Regions from separate parts of the Mus musculus genome. Here region 1 is linked to region 2. Evidence: chromatin contacts called from public promoter capture Hi-C data. All regions are on one chromosome and are shown on one strand. Each heading gives the region's core, a stretch centred on a gene start, on an enhancer-like site or on the middle of the called end of the contact. The rest is flanking DNA. Distances are from core to core; before and after follow the strand shown.

Region 1 (3,077 bases), core at 398-2,897, 220 kb before region 2:
AAATCCTTTATAATAAGTTTGTGTACGGGTATGTGCACATAAGTACAGGTGTCCACAGAGATATGACTTCTGGGAATCCAACCAGGTCCTCTGAAAGAGAACTACATGATCTTTTTTTTTTTTTTTAAAGATTTATTTATTATTTTATGTAAGTACACTGTAGCTGTCTTCAGACACACCAGAAGAGGGAGTCAGATCTTGTTACGGATTGTTGTGAGCCACCATGTGGTTGCTGAGATTTGAACTCTGGACCTTCCGAAGAGCAGTCGGGTGCTCTTACCCACTGAGCCATCTCACCAGCCCGAACTACATGATCTTAAGTGTTGACCGTCCTTCTAGTCCTTCTAATCCCTTAAACTGTATTCTTCCCAGTTGGTACTGTTATAGGCTTCTGACACTGCAAACTTCTTCCCTAAGACTAGAAATTGCTCACGAACTGAAATTTTAAGGACCTTAACACAGCTACCAGATGCTATAACCACCCACTGTTTTAGACCTAGGGGAATAAACATTTTTCTTTTAAAAACTACAACTCAAGCCGGACGTGGTGGCGCACGCCTTTAATCCCAGCACTCGGGAGGCAGAGGCAGGCGGATTTCTGAGTTCGAGGCCAGCCTGGTCTACAAAATGAGCTCCAGGACAGTCAGAGCTATAAAGGGAAACCCTGTCTCAAAAAACAAACAAAAAACAAACAAACAAACCAACAAAAAAAACCTACAACTCAGGCCACGTAGTGTTGGCACAGGCCTTTTAATCCAAGCACTCAGCAGTCAGAAGTATGTAGATCTTGGTGAGTTCAAAGCCAGCCTCCTCTACAGAGTGAGTTCCAGGACAGCCAGAACTAGAGAAAGAGAAACCCTCTCTCGAAAAGAACAACTCAAAACGAAACAAAACAGAACAGAACAAAACCAAACCAAAACCTAGGGACCCTAGGGTAAGAACACTGGCTGATCTTCTGAAGGTCATTAGTTTAAATCCCAGCAATCACATGATAGCTCACCGGTAATGAGACCTGGCACCTTCTTCTGGAACAAATGAAGACAGCTACAGTGTACTTAAGTATAATAATAAATAAAATAAATCTTTGGACCAGAGAGCAAACGGGGCCGACTGGAGTGAGCAGAGTTCCCAAAAATTCAATTCATGCTGGGCAGTGGTGGCGCACGCCTTTAACCCCAGCACTCCGCAGGCAGAGGCAGAGGCAGGCAGATTTGAGTTTGAGGTCAGCCTGGTTTACAGAGTGAGTTCCAAGACAGCCAATCTACACAGAAAAACCTTGTCTCGAAAAACAAGAAAACAAACAACAAAAAAATTAATTCCTGACAATCACATGAAGACTCAACCATCTGTACAGCTACAGTGTACTCATATACATAAAGTAAATAAATCTTTAGAAAAAAACAAAAACAAAAAGCCAAAACCTACAATTCCCCCAGAGAAACCCTGTGTCGGAAAACCAAACTAAACCAAACCAAAAAACGCCACATTTCCCAAGAAGCCCTTTCAAAGGGAAAGGTGGCGCATGCTTGGTCTCCCACTCTAGGGAATTAAATGGAACTACAATTCCCAAGAAGCCTCATATTACAGTTCATCCAATCAGTGCTATATATAAGCTATCGCGAGACTTTTATGAGCCTCCATTCTATAAGCTCATGGGAATTGGGCTGGGCCATCCTTTTCAGCCAAGATGGCGCCGAAAGCGAAGAAGGAAGGTATGTTGCGGTATGGGAATCTGTCAGGTCGGTCTTGGATACCCGCAGAGCGAACTCGCGGGGAAGAAGAATGCCCGGCTAAGCCATGGGGGGCTTGTTCTGTGGCTACTGTCGCGACTAGGCCCCGCTGCGGGGTATGAGGACCGCGTGGGCCAAGCCGCATGGGCTGGTTCCAGTGCAGGGGATTGGCAAAGCCACCGGGCCGGCAGCGGCCGCCACTGATGGCCAAGCATTTGACTTTGGGAAGCTCCTTAACATCCACAGGGTGGCGCTCCGGGTCTCCAGACCTATAAGGGATTAAAAGTAGTCCTTATTCGCCCTTTCCCCACGTTAAATGGGGTTATACGCACCCACGTGATGGTACAACGGGTTAATTATCTTTGCCTGTGGTATCGTGCATATGATGGAAAAAATCTGAAGTCTCCTGAGACCTGTGATGTCTTCAAAGGAACCACTGATGCACATGCTGGCAGGACGGCCGGAAGGGGTCACTTTACGAATGCCACACTTAATTTTAATTGTCCTCTCCCAGCTCCTGCCCCTCCCAAAGCCGAAGCCAAAGCGAAGGCCTTGAAAGCTAAGAAGGCGGTGCTGAAAGGCGTCCACAGCCACAAAAAGAAGAAGATCCGAACGTCACCCACCTTCCGGCGGCCCAAGACCCTGCGGCTCCGGAGGCAGCCAAAATATCCTCGGAAGAGTGCGCCCAGGAGAAACAAGTCAGTAGGGACCCTGGACCCAGTAGCATGTAGTAGGGCATTAGGAGTTCTTAACGTAGCTTCCCTTATAAAACACAATTGTTGAAGGAGCTGGTGCGGTGGAAGTGTGAGGTTATTTAGTCAGTGTTTGAAAGTTGACTTCAAAGAGATGTTGCTTATCTTGGTTCCAAGTGATAGGGGACTTGTTGGAACACAGGAGAGTGTTGATTAAGATGTCCAATTGGGGAGTGATGGCCTTCGAATAGTGTTATGAAACACACTTTTTTTTTTAAGATTTATTTGTTTTTTTATTTACATGAGTACACTGCAGCAGTCTTCAGATACACTCACTAGAAGGGGGCATCGGATCCCACTACAGACATTTGTGAGCCACCGTGTGGTTGCTGGGAATTGAACTCAGGACCTCTGGAAGAACAGTCAGTGTTCTCAACAGATGAGCCATCTCTCCAGCCTGAAAGACACTTAATTGATCAAATTCTGACGCTACTCAAAGGAAGTTTGAGAGAATGCTTACTGAAAAGTGTTTTGTCTATGGGGGAAGTACTCACCAGACACAATTCATTGCCTATTTGTACCTAGAATTTTTGAGTCATTACTTGGCAGTTGCATAAGTAAAAACTTGGCTTTTCAGAATCTTAAGAAAAAGTTG
Region 2 (2,972 bases), core at 334-2,833:
CCACTCCCCCTTTTTGGCCCTGGTGTTCCCCTGCTCTGTGCCTTTATATGAACAGACAAAGGGGCTGCCTTTGGGCAGATGAGCTACCAAAGCTTGAGTTGACTGTGACTCAGTTTTGAGGCCTTCCCCACCTGTCATATACTTAGTTGCTATGTGAAAACAAGAAGAGAGTTTTGAGGGCTTGACCAATAAAAGGCTAGTTGTGACTGGCCAGTGGAGAGGGCAGTGCTTAGGAGATGGATTCTGGGGTCAGACTCCCTGGGTTTAAATGCAGACTCTGCCCGTTACTTCCTACACTGCCACCTTGGGCAGGTTACTTCTTTGCTCCATGCCTCGATGGTTTCTTTGTTTAACCGGTGATTTAGAGCACTGCCTGCAGCGCTGGGGAGGTTAAGCGGGAGGCCATATGTGCAGTGCCTGCACAACGCACACACCTACCTCTGCCCCGTTTCCCCCAAAGCTGGTTGTTAATGTTTGCCGTTGCGAGTAGGAACAGCTTCTTACATTTGCTGTGCTGTCTAGTTTCTAAAGAGCCCCTTCTCGCCTAGTACCCATCATACACGCGGAAGAAAGAAGGTAGGGTAGGGGCTATTGACCCATTTTAAAGATAAAGAAAGCTGAGGTTGGGAGAGACTGAGGGTCAGAGGGCTTCTGACCCTTGTCATACTGTAGAAGTGTGGTAGGGTAGGGATTGGAGTACCTGCCTGCCTCTCGAGGTCCTTTGCTTCCTACCTGGCCCCAGTTAATATGGGATCCTGGCCGGTGGAGTCAGAGACACCTGAGAGTGACAGTCCAGGCTGGCCTTGGAGCTGGTCCAGCAAGTCACTGATTCTCCCTCGGGGAGGATAGGGAGGACTGCACCCAGCCTGGGGATGAGGAGGAGCTGACTCCCTGGGAGCCATAGGCCAGGTGTCAGACCCAGCACCTGCGCTCTCATCTTCCCCGTGAGTCCCAGCACAACCTGGGGAGGGAGTGGGCTGGAATCATGTGAAAGCAGGGGGCTGGTAGCATCGAGAGGCACCCCCAGACTCCATCGTGGGTAAGTGCCACTTCCCAAGATGAGCTTCCTATTGCCATGACAACCAACCGTTCCCAGGGAGTCTGCACCACCACAATCTGTTGAGTTATTTTCTTGCTGGCGGCTGTTTCGGAGCCAACTCCAGTGCCAGGAATGCTTGGATGCAGGAGGGAGGGGCCTCCCCGGCACTCTGACTCTCCACCCGGACTAGGGGACTGGGACCCGGCCAGAGGAATCTATCCAGCCACAGGCCTGTGTGGAAGCTCACGACTGTGCCCTCTCCTTCATCAGCTTGGACAGCGCCTGCCTGCACAGGTGCAGGCGTGTGTTCCCAGGCCCTCCCTCACTCTCCTGGCACCCTCTTTCTCCAGCCCACGAGAAATGCCCGTGAGCACACGCTCCTCCTGTTCCCATCTCTGGGATCAGGGCTAATTACAGTCTATAATTAGGGGAATTACACTCATTAAGGAAAGAGCTGATCATTGACAAAAACTGGGCAGAGGAGGGAGGGCCGCTGGGACAAAGAGCAGGAGTGGGCCAGCTCCCCTAGGCTCTCCTAGGACTCTGCTCCCCCTGCTAGGCCTCCGGCCCTGTTGTGTTCTCCCACTTTTGTCTGGAAGCACAAAGAGGGAACTGGAGTTTTGTGCAAAGGAATTTGCAGCAAGAGAAAAGGTTACTGTGGCATGAAATTATGCCTGCTGCTGAGGAGGATTGATGAGCCATTAGGGAGGCTGGAGGGGCCGCCCAGATGGTCATCCCTGCCAGGGTGGGGACCTACCACTGCTGAGGGCCTGGACAACCTCTGCCCAGCATTAAGGTCCCTGCTGACAGAGGCTGCTCCCCCCAGTTTGGATGGCAAAGCCTTGACAAGATGAAGAGACAGGGTCAGAGCATTCCTAGCTCCAGGATGCCTGCCCCCCCCCCCCCATCAATTCTTCCCCCCTACAGAGCTGCAGAAGTGGTCTATGCCAGCGCAAGACAATGTCTTGATTGTTCTTACCAATTATCCCCCTGTTAGCACGTGCGCGAGGGGGGGTGGGGGGGTCTGAATTAAAGTTAACCTGTGCAAAGGACGGAACAGACTTCCAGCCCAGGGAAGGGGTGGGCAAGAAGGAACCCTATGAGGAAGCTCCAGCTTCGCCTCGCTCCGCATGCATCCTGCAAGCCGAGTAATGCTGGTTTCCGTAGTGGAGGGCATGCTAAGCACCTTTTTGCTTTACTCAAACGGTAACTAACTTTGAAGCATAGATGGTTTAGCCTTCCCAGTAGGAAAGGGAGGGTCAGGCAGCGACTACAGAGGAGCAGAGAAGGAAGAGTGGCGTTTCTAGCCAGCATGGTAGCTGGGGCCTGTAATCCTTACACCCAGGAGGCCGAGGCCCTAGTGCTGTGGTGAGTTTGAGGTCGGCCTGAGCTATGGTGTAAGATAAGGGCTGTGAGATGATTCATCGGTGAAGGTGTCGACTGCCAAGGCTGAGGACCCGAGATCAACCCCTGAACCTACATGGTAAAAAAAGAAAACACTTCATGCCAAGTTGTCCTGGGCCATCGTGTGTGTGTGTGTGTGTGTGTGTGTGTGTGTGTGTGTGTGTGTGTGTTTGTGTGTGTGTGTGTCTGTATGTCTATGTATTTGTGTGGAGGGTATGCCTTTGAAGTATTTGCTAAAGACTACAAATAATATGTGAAGATTGTAAAGATGCCGGCTTATTCTGAACTGTGGTGTGTGGACAGCCTGTCTTATTTTTGTACTTTTCTATAGTTTTAAATGCTTTCAAAATGAATAAAAATTGTGGTGAAGTTGGACACTTGACTGTATTTATAGCAATATTACAGTAGATTAATTGCCAATCAAATTTTTTTCCTTGTTTTTTTTTTTGGTCTTTTTGGTCTTTTTGTTATTTTGTCTTTTTTTTTTTTTTTTCCAGAGCTGAGGACCGAACCCAGGTTCTTGCGCTTG

What was found. Promoter capture Hi-C pulls out the DNA fragments that hold promoters and counts their contacts.
Region 1: a promoter capture Hi-C map of stem cell-derived epiblast-like cells shows a contact between it and region 2, with 3 times the contacts expected there. The contact joins the promoter of Rpl23a here to the enhancer-like site in region 2. A contact is called at or near these places in 20 of 39 promoter capture datasets (the 3T3-L1 cell line, 3T3-L1-derived adipocytes, the C10 cell line and 13 more), 3 of 15 datasets of contacts at CTCF or cohesin (embryonic stem cells, large pre-B cells and pro-B cells), 21 of 484 Hi-C or Micro-C datasets (B cells, the P5424 cell line, cerebellum and 9 more), 22 of 115 datasets of contacts at active chromatin or transcription factors (the 230-238 cell line, the SCID.adh cell line, T-cell acute lymphoblastic leukemia and 12 more) and 3 of 9 other capture datasets (adipose tissue, liver and pancreatic islet).

The regions. Positions count from the first base shown.
Region 1 is chr11:78,182,154-78,185,230 of GRCm38.p6, reverse strand. It overlaps Rpl23a (ribosomal protein L23A), which reads left to right and starts at 1,647. Exons shown (of 5, transcript NM_207523.2): 1 at 1,647-1,712; 2 at 2,245-2,428. The coding sequence starts at 1,688. It overlaps Snord42b (small nucleolar RNA, C/D box 42B), which reads left to right and starts at 2,118; the gene lies at 2,118-2,172.
Region 2 is chr11:77,964,057-77,967,028 of GRCm38.p6, reverse strand. The region is part of intron 4 of Sez6 (seizure related gene 6); the gene reads right to left. Among named protein-coding and RNA genes, the nearest start is that of Phf12, 17 kb to the left of the region's middle. Within about 2 kb of position 1,583, at least 87 of the 459 cell types and tissues checked have an H3K27ac peak or open chromatin away from gene starts, as enhancers often do. A contact at or near this core is called in the SCID.adh cell line, cerebellum, cerebral cortex and 9 more, where this site is marked.